2 separate regions of the Mus musculus genome follow, and region 2 is linked to region 1. The links are chromatin contacts, called in public Hi-C maps. All regions are on one chromosome and are shown on one strand. Each heading gives the region's core, a stretch centred on a gene start, on an enhancer-like site or on the middle of the called end of the contact. The rest is flanking DNA. Distances are from core to core; before and after follow the strand shown.

Evidence for each region. Hi-C and Micro-C count contacts between places; a contact is called where the count stands out from the background.
Region 2: a Hi-C map of B cells shows a contact between it and region 1, with 6 read pairs. The contact joins the promoter of Fbrs here to the promoter of Spns1 in region 1. A contact is called at or near these places in 1 of 39 promoter capture datasets (pre-B cells) and 1 of 484 Hi-C or Micro-C datasets (B cells).

Annotation. Positions count from the first base shown.
Region 1 is chr7:126,376,667-126,379,835 of GRCm38.p6, forward strand. Spns1 (spinster homolog 1) reads right to left here and starts at 1,268. Exons shown (of 12, transcript NM_023712.3): 1 at 171-1,268; 2 at 8-73. The coding sequence starts at 411.
Region 2 is chr7:127,477,231-127,480,855 of GRCm38.p6, forward strand. Fbrs (fibrosin) reads left to right here and starts at 1,728. Exons shown (of 18, transcript NM_010183.2): 1 at 1,728-2,415; 2 at 2,706-2,885. The coding sequence starts at 1,969.

The DNA.
Region 1 (3,169 bases), core at 18-2,517:
CACTCACCAGTCTGGATGAGGCCAGTACTACCATCTCCGATGTTAAAGAACTGCTCGATGTCTGTAAGAACCCCTGGAAAGAAAAAACAAAGAATGAGCGCCAAGAGGCGACCCTATCCTGGGGAACTTCTCCCTTGCCTATATCCCTTCTTCGGAGCATCAGTGCGTACCTGCCACGGTGAAGCGGTCCATGTAGTTCAGGAGGTTAATGTAGCACAGAACCACCACTATGAGGGTCGAATGGCCCCGAGATAAGCCAGTGATGCGCTGTAGCCCCTCACAGTCTGGGACCTCGAGTTCCCCGGACTTTGGATTCCCCATGGGTCCTGGCAACCCCGGATGGCCGGGCGCTGGCCCGTCATCAGGATCATCTGCTTGGCTGAGGAAGGGCGCCGTGTCGGACCCGGCCATGGTCCCTGGGGAATCGCAACCGCCCACGCTTCGGTCCTACCTCCGACGGAAGGAGGTTGGAGAGAGGACTGCGAGAAGACTTGCCCACTATCGCCTAGGAGCGTGGTCCGATGCACAGTGCACCACTGCGAAAAGCCCTGGGCTTCGTCATTCCCTCTGGTTCCGACAGAGGAGAGCACACAGGAGGTGCAGGTGACGCTGGGACAGGAGCAGGAAGACCAGGACCCAGTCCCTCTTCTCACGCTGACGCACTCCAAAGCCCGGGAAGGAGCGCGCCACACTCGCTGTTGCTCAGTCCAAGCTCAGCAACACAACTGCCGCCATGTTGCCCAAGAGCAGGTCATGTGACACCGGAGCCCTACCGGAGAAAGTCACCCGGTGCAAGGATTGAACACGTGACCTGCCACCGCCTACGGAAGCCTCCAGGGTTTCTAGGGCTCCTCCGCTATGGTAACCCGACGCTCGTTCCTACTTCCACCAGTAGCCTCCAGGGGGCCTCGCAAGCTGGTGTAATCAATCGCCTAGATGGAATACCCATTTATCCGATTTCACGAGATAGTGGATTATTTGGAAATATTACATCTCTACAGATGCTAGTGAGTTGTTTCCTCTTTTCTTCTTCAGTGACTGGCTGATGGCTTCATTGCTCAGTAATTGTTGGATGAATAGCGGCGAGCAGCTGCCTCCTTTTGTTTACCAATCATGAGCTTTCACTGTGGACATTTAGATTCCTATAGAGTCGGGCGTAGTAGCGCATACCTTTAGTCCCAGGAGAAGGCAGAAGGACGGAGATCTTTGCAATTTCAAGGACAGCCTGGTTTACATAGCGAGTTCCAGGTCAGCCAGGGCTACATACTGAGTGAGACCCTGCCTCCAAGAAAAGATGCTAGAGTTTAGGAGGAAGAGGATGTTTTGTCTATGGCCTCGAGTTTTTCTCCAACCAAGACTAGTGTCCTCGCGCCCTCTGGTGTCTCTCCTGGAGGACAGGCGGAGGCTCAGAACCAATGAACTGCAATGTACCCTGCACCAAAAAATGGCATATGGCTCTAATCCCAGCACTAAAGAGACAGAGGCAGCCGATCTCTGTGGTCGAGGCTAGCCTGGTTTACTGAGCAAGTTCCCGGGTGACCAGGGCTACACGGAGGAACCTTATCATAAACCAACAACAACAAACTCAATCTGGCTGGTGGCACATGCCTTTAATACCTTTAGTCTTGAAAACAAAACATACAAAAAAAAAATCCCACTAGGTGTGGCAGTGAATTAAACAAACCTTTTATCTCAGCACCCACGGAGCAGAGGCTTTTTTTTTTTTGGCTTGTTTTTTCATTTTTCTTTCTTTTATTTCCAAGGTTTCTCTGTATGTCTGACTGTCCTGGAATTCCCTTTTTTGACCAGTGTGGCCACCAATTCACAGGCATCCACCTGCCTTTGCCTTCAGAAGGCTGGGATTAAAGGTGTTCCATGGCGAACCGTCTCAGGTTGCTAGTTTTCCTTAATATACATACATTCTGAATGCAAAATACTATGATTCTATGAAAATACTGTTTTGTGATCCCACTTCCAGAACTGGGATGTAGTTCAGTTGATAGTAAATACTGCCAAGCATTCCTGAAACCCTGGGCTCAAGTCCCCAGTACCTCATTCACCCAGCCCGTTGCAAAAGGTAGAAGGAGGAGAATTGGAAGTTCAAAGTGGTCCTTGATACATAGCAATAGTTAACTTTAATGTGGCTTTGGGTACATAAGACCCAGTCTCGACAAAACAAAAAACAAAACAAAACAAAACAAAAAATTAAAGATTCCTCTTGGGGCTGGAGATGGCTCAGTGGTTAAGAACACTGACTGTTCTTTCAGAGGTCCTGAGTTCAAATCCCACATAGTGGCTCACAACCATTGGATCCAATGCCCTACTCTAGTGTATCTGAAGAGAGCGACAGTGTATCCATATACAGAAAATAAATCTTTTTTTTTTAATATCCCTCTCAGCACAGCAGAGGAAGAGGCAGATAAAAGTTTGAGGATTTGAAGACTGGACTGTATTGAGTCTTAAGTCAGCCTGGACTAGATAATGATGAGATACAGAGACAGAGAAAGAAAGAGAGAGAGAAAGAGAAAGTTAGAGAGAGAGAGAGATTGAGAGTTCGAAAATAGGTAAGGGCCAGCAAGGTGGCTCAGAGGATAAAATACTTGGTACCAATACTGACAATCTGAGTTCTGTCCCTATCCAAATGGCAGAAGAGGATTGCCTGCCACAAGCTGTCCTCTACCTCACACATGTGCCATGACATGCACACAAAATAAAAACGTAATAAAAGATTAAAAACGTAAAACACTGTGAGATGAAAGAAACGTGACATAATAGGTTGCCTACTGCATTACTCAATTCAAATGAAAACCTAGTGTCTGGACACACGCACCAGGCATCCCACATGCTCAGGAGGCAAGTGGGTCACTTGAACCCAGAAAACTGACTCTATCTGGGCTATCTAATGAGTCTCTATCTCAAAAAAAATTTTTTTTTTAAATCATGTTGGCATTTGAGAAAAGCTGAGTCCGTGGCAGATGGATTGAAGGTTAGGAGGGGAGCAGTGAGCATGAAGGGATTTACAGAGATCTGCCTGCCTCCCTCTGCCTCCAGAATGCTGGGATTAAAGGTGTCAGCCACCCCTCTCAGGTTGCTTGTTTACCTTAATGTACATACAATCTGAATACAAATTACAATAATTCTATAATTTAGAAAGTACTGCTTTTACTAG
Region 2 (3,625 bases), core at 478-2,977, 1.1 Mb after region 1:
GGGTTGTCAAGGAAATGTCCACATTAAAAGAACAGCCAGGGCCAGTGAGATGGCTCCACTGAAAAAGCGCTTGGTACATACATAAGCTTAGTAACCAGAGTTTGATCCCCAAAACCCATGAACATGTTGAAGACTCTACAAAGTTGTCCTCTCGTCTCAACATACATCTAATGGCACTCGCACCCTCACATACATCATGCCCACACACTAATGATACATTAAACAATCAGATCAGAGTGGTACAACCTAAGTGCTGCAGTTGGTGGCACAGTGGCCAGGACCTTCACTCTGGAGCTAGAATCCTGGCAGTTTGTATACAGATACCTTTGGTAAAATGGATCGGAGAGCAAATATTTACCTCGGAACTCATTACCAAGTGAATTAATGTGAGAGAGTACTTCGCACTGGAGTGCAAAGTGTTTATTATTGTTGAGCACAGGAAGGGACGGCCACTGGGAGCTTGGTCTCCGCCCCACCTCTGACTCTCGCGGATCGTGCTTGGGTTTTCTGAGACGCCACGGTAGACAGATCCGCCCAAAGACGGGCAGAAGGCATTAGCGCCATGCGCTTGCGCGAAATACCAACAGGCAAAAAGGCAGCCACTACACACCAGAAAAGCGCACCTAGGACAGCCTAACGCCTACCAGTGGCCTGCTGCCTACCACTCCAGGCACCACCTCCCAGTGCCTCGCACTGTCTCTCAGTAGATGGCCAATAAACAGAGAGCAGGAAGAGGCGGGTGGCCTAAGGAACTGCTCCAAACACCTACTTCGGACCAGTCCAGTCACAAGACCTGGGGAGGGCGGGGCTAACCTGACAACCCAATCCCACATTTGAAGGCTGTTACGTCCGGCACTCCGGCGACTTTGACTCCGCCCTTTGCATTGACGTTTACTTGCCAACCTATAAACGACTGAGCCTCGGAGGGAGGGGGAAGGAGGCGGAGAGAGGAAGGAGGCGTTGGCTGAGGAGGAAGAGGGAGGAGGGGCAGGGAAGTTCTGGTGGAGAAGAGCCGTAGACGCCGAAGAAGACAACAGGAGGATACGGCGGAGTTCCTCACTGTCCAGTGGCCTTTCCGGATCCTTCTAGCTACAAGCCGGTTAGGAACGGAGGAAAGGAGGAAGAGTCTTTTATGTCGGAGGACAGAGAGAGAAGCTCTATCCGTCACCGTTGCCTCACATCCGGGACTTTGGACGGCAGGCTCCGCCCCCTTGCACCTTTCAAGGCTACGGGAGGCGGAGACCTCGTTAAATCTCCTTAAAGGGGTGGGTACCGAACTCGGCCGACTCCAACGCCAGTCTTAAAGGGGACAGCAGAAGCTGACAAACAACTCCTGCTGGAAGAATTGGGGCAAGTGGAGTTTTCCTACCTCCTGCCCCACGCAAGAAGTTCATTAAATTCATCTTAAAGGGGAAGTGACAGCCTGTGAAGGGCTAGAAACTTAGCTACGCTCTCTAAAAAGGGACGACTCGCTGTTTGAAGGCCTCTGGACTCTTTAAAGGGGTGGCCTCTTTCAGCCGGAGGACTTGAGACACTTTTAAAGGGGAAGTCGTGCTTTCCGCCCCTTTTAAAGGGGTGGTCCTTCCTCTTCCTCTGGGAGACTTGCCTCGACCCCTGGCACGGGGCCGCCACCGCACTAGACCAGCCGGACACGGTGGAGTCGTCTTAAAGGGGCCGGGGGCTGGACAATTTGAGGCCTCGCCTTAAAGGGACGGCCGCCCAGTTTTAGTCGTCGCGGCCCCGCCAGCCCTACAGGGGGGGCCTTCAGGCTTGTCGCCCCGGGGGCGGCGCCGGCTCTCTGGGCCTTGGCCTTGGGGCAAGCCAGAGGCCAGCGGATCCTGTTTTAAAGAGGAAGCCGGAGCTCTCCCGTCCCTGTGCAAGCGCCAGCGCCGCGCTCGCGACCCGGGGCCTGTGGACAGGCCGCTTCGGGCCCCGCCGCCTCCGGATGCGGCGCTGAGGGCCGTCACCATGGAGACGGCCGCGGCCCCAGGCCCGGGCTGGGCAGCTGAAGGGGAGCGGCGACGGAGACGCTGCTCGCGGCGAGACCGTGATCGGGAGCAGCGGCGCCGCCGAGGTCCAGGCGGTGACGCGCCCCGGGCCTTGTTGGCCGCCCCGCGAGGCTCTTCATCCTCCTCGTCACCGCCGCCGCCCGCCCGTCCCTGGTCGTCAGCTTCATCTGGAGAGCGGCCTGGGGGCCTACGACGGCGGCGGCCCCGACCCAGGCCTCGACCCCCGAGACCGCGAGCTCGGAAGCGGCCTGCCGGTTCGGGCAGCCGCGGAGAGGAAGAGGACGAGGAGGAAGAGGGGGGCGCAGACGACGGAGAAGCCGAGGAGGAGCCTGAGGAGGAGGAAGAGGAGGAAGACCTGATCGATGGTTTTGCCATCGCTAGCTTTGCCAGCCTTGAGGCCTTGCAGGTGTGCCCTAATGGGATTTGGGGGTCTTTGGGAGGTGGGTCAGAAGGGCAGAGAGAAGGGTATAGCCCTTACAGAGGATGGGGTTGAGGGGGCAGTGGTGACACCCCAAACCAGAGCAACCGGCTCCTCTTGCCGGGTTTCTGCCCCACCCTGGGGTGGGAGGAGGTAGAGCTAGTGTCTGGGGACTACCTAGGTTCCCCTGCTTGAGAGGCACTTGAGTAACTTGGTCACCCTTAGAGAGTTAAGGAGCTTTTCTTTCTCCAACCACATTTCCACCACCTCTTCTACAGAAGGATGCATCTCTTCAGCCCCCAGAACGACTGGAACATCGGCTGAAGCATTCTGGGAAACGGAAGAGGGGGGGCTCCAGTGGGGCCACTGGGGAACCAGGGGACAGCTCAGACCGTGAGCCTGGCCGACCCTCTGGGGATAGGCCCCGTAAATGGCCCAATAAGCGAAGAAGGAAAGAGGTGAGCATGTCCCAGATTCCAGTCCTTCCAATTTGTTCAGTCGGAATATATCATTCCTGTAGACTGACTTCCCACGAGCATCACAACTGCCGATCCCAGCAGTAATCCTAGTGTCTAGGAGCACAGGGGAAGGCAGAACAAATTGGACAGCAGCCCCATCTCCAATCCAGGTCTGAAGGACCTAACTAGAGTCAAACTCACTTGCTTTTGCTTGTGCTATGTATACTACTAACAAGCTGATAATTCAAGAGATACATCAAAGACAGCTGAATTATAAATAAGAGATGTCCTGTCCTTTCCTCTAGCTGGTGGCAGCCTAAGGGGAAAGAAACAGCCAAAAAGCAAGCACCTAGACTAGCTTGAGCAGCTGTGTAAGGCAGTGATCTGGGAGAGATCTAGGCAAAGTGCTACAGAAACCCACATGAGGAAGCCACTCATTCTGTCTGGGGGATGGGCAGAGGGTTGCGGTTAGGGAAAGCCCCCTAGAACGTCTTGGGCCCCAGTGTAGTCAGAAGTTTGCTGAGGAAAGAAGTGAGGAAAAGTTGTTTTGAATACAGTTTTAAGATTTGAGAACCTAGAGTATTAGGAAAATAGTAAGCTGGTTGGTAGCGGAGGTGGAAGTAAACAGAGAAACAAGAGCATGATGGAGAGTAGCTTTTAAGTCCTCTTGAAGGTCTTGCTGGGAGTAGTGGCTTTGTACAGTTGCTTGGTCAGTCAGCCTCCCTTACTTCTGGACTCTG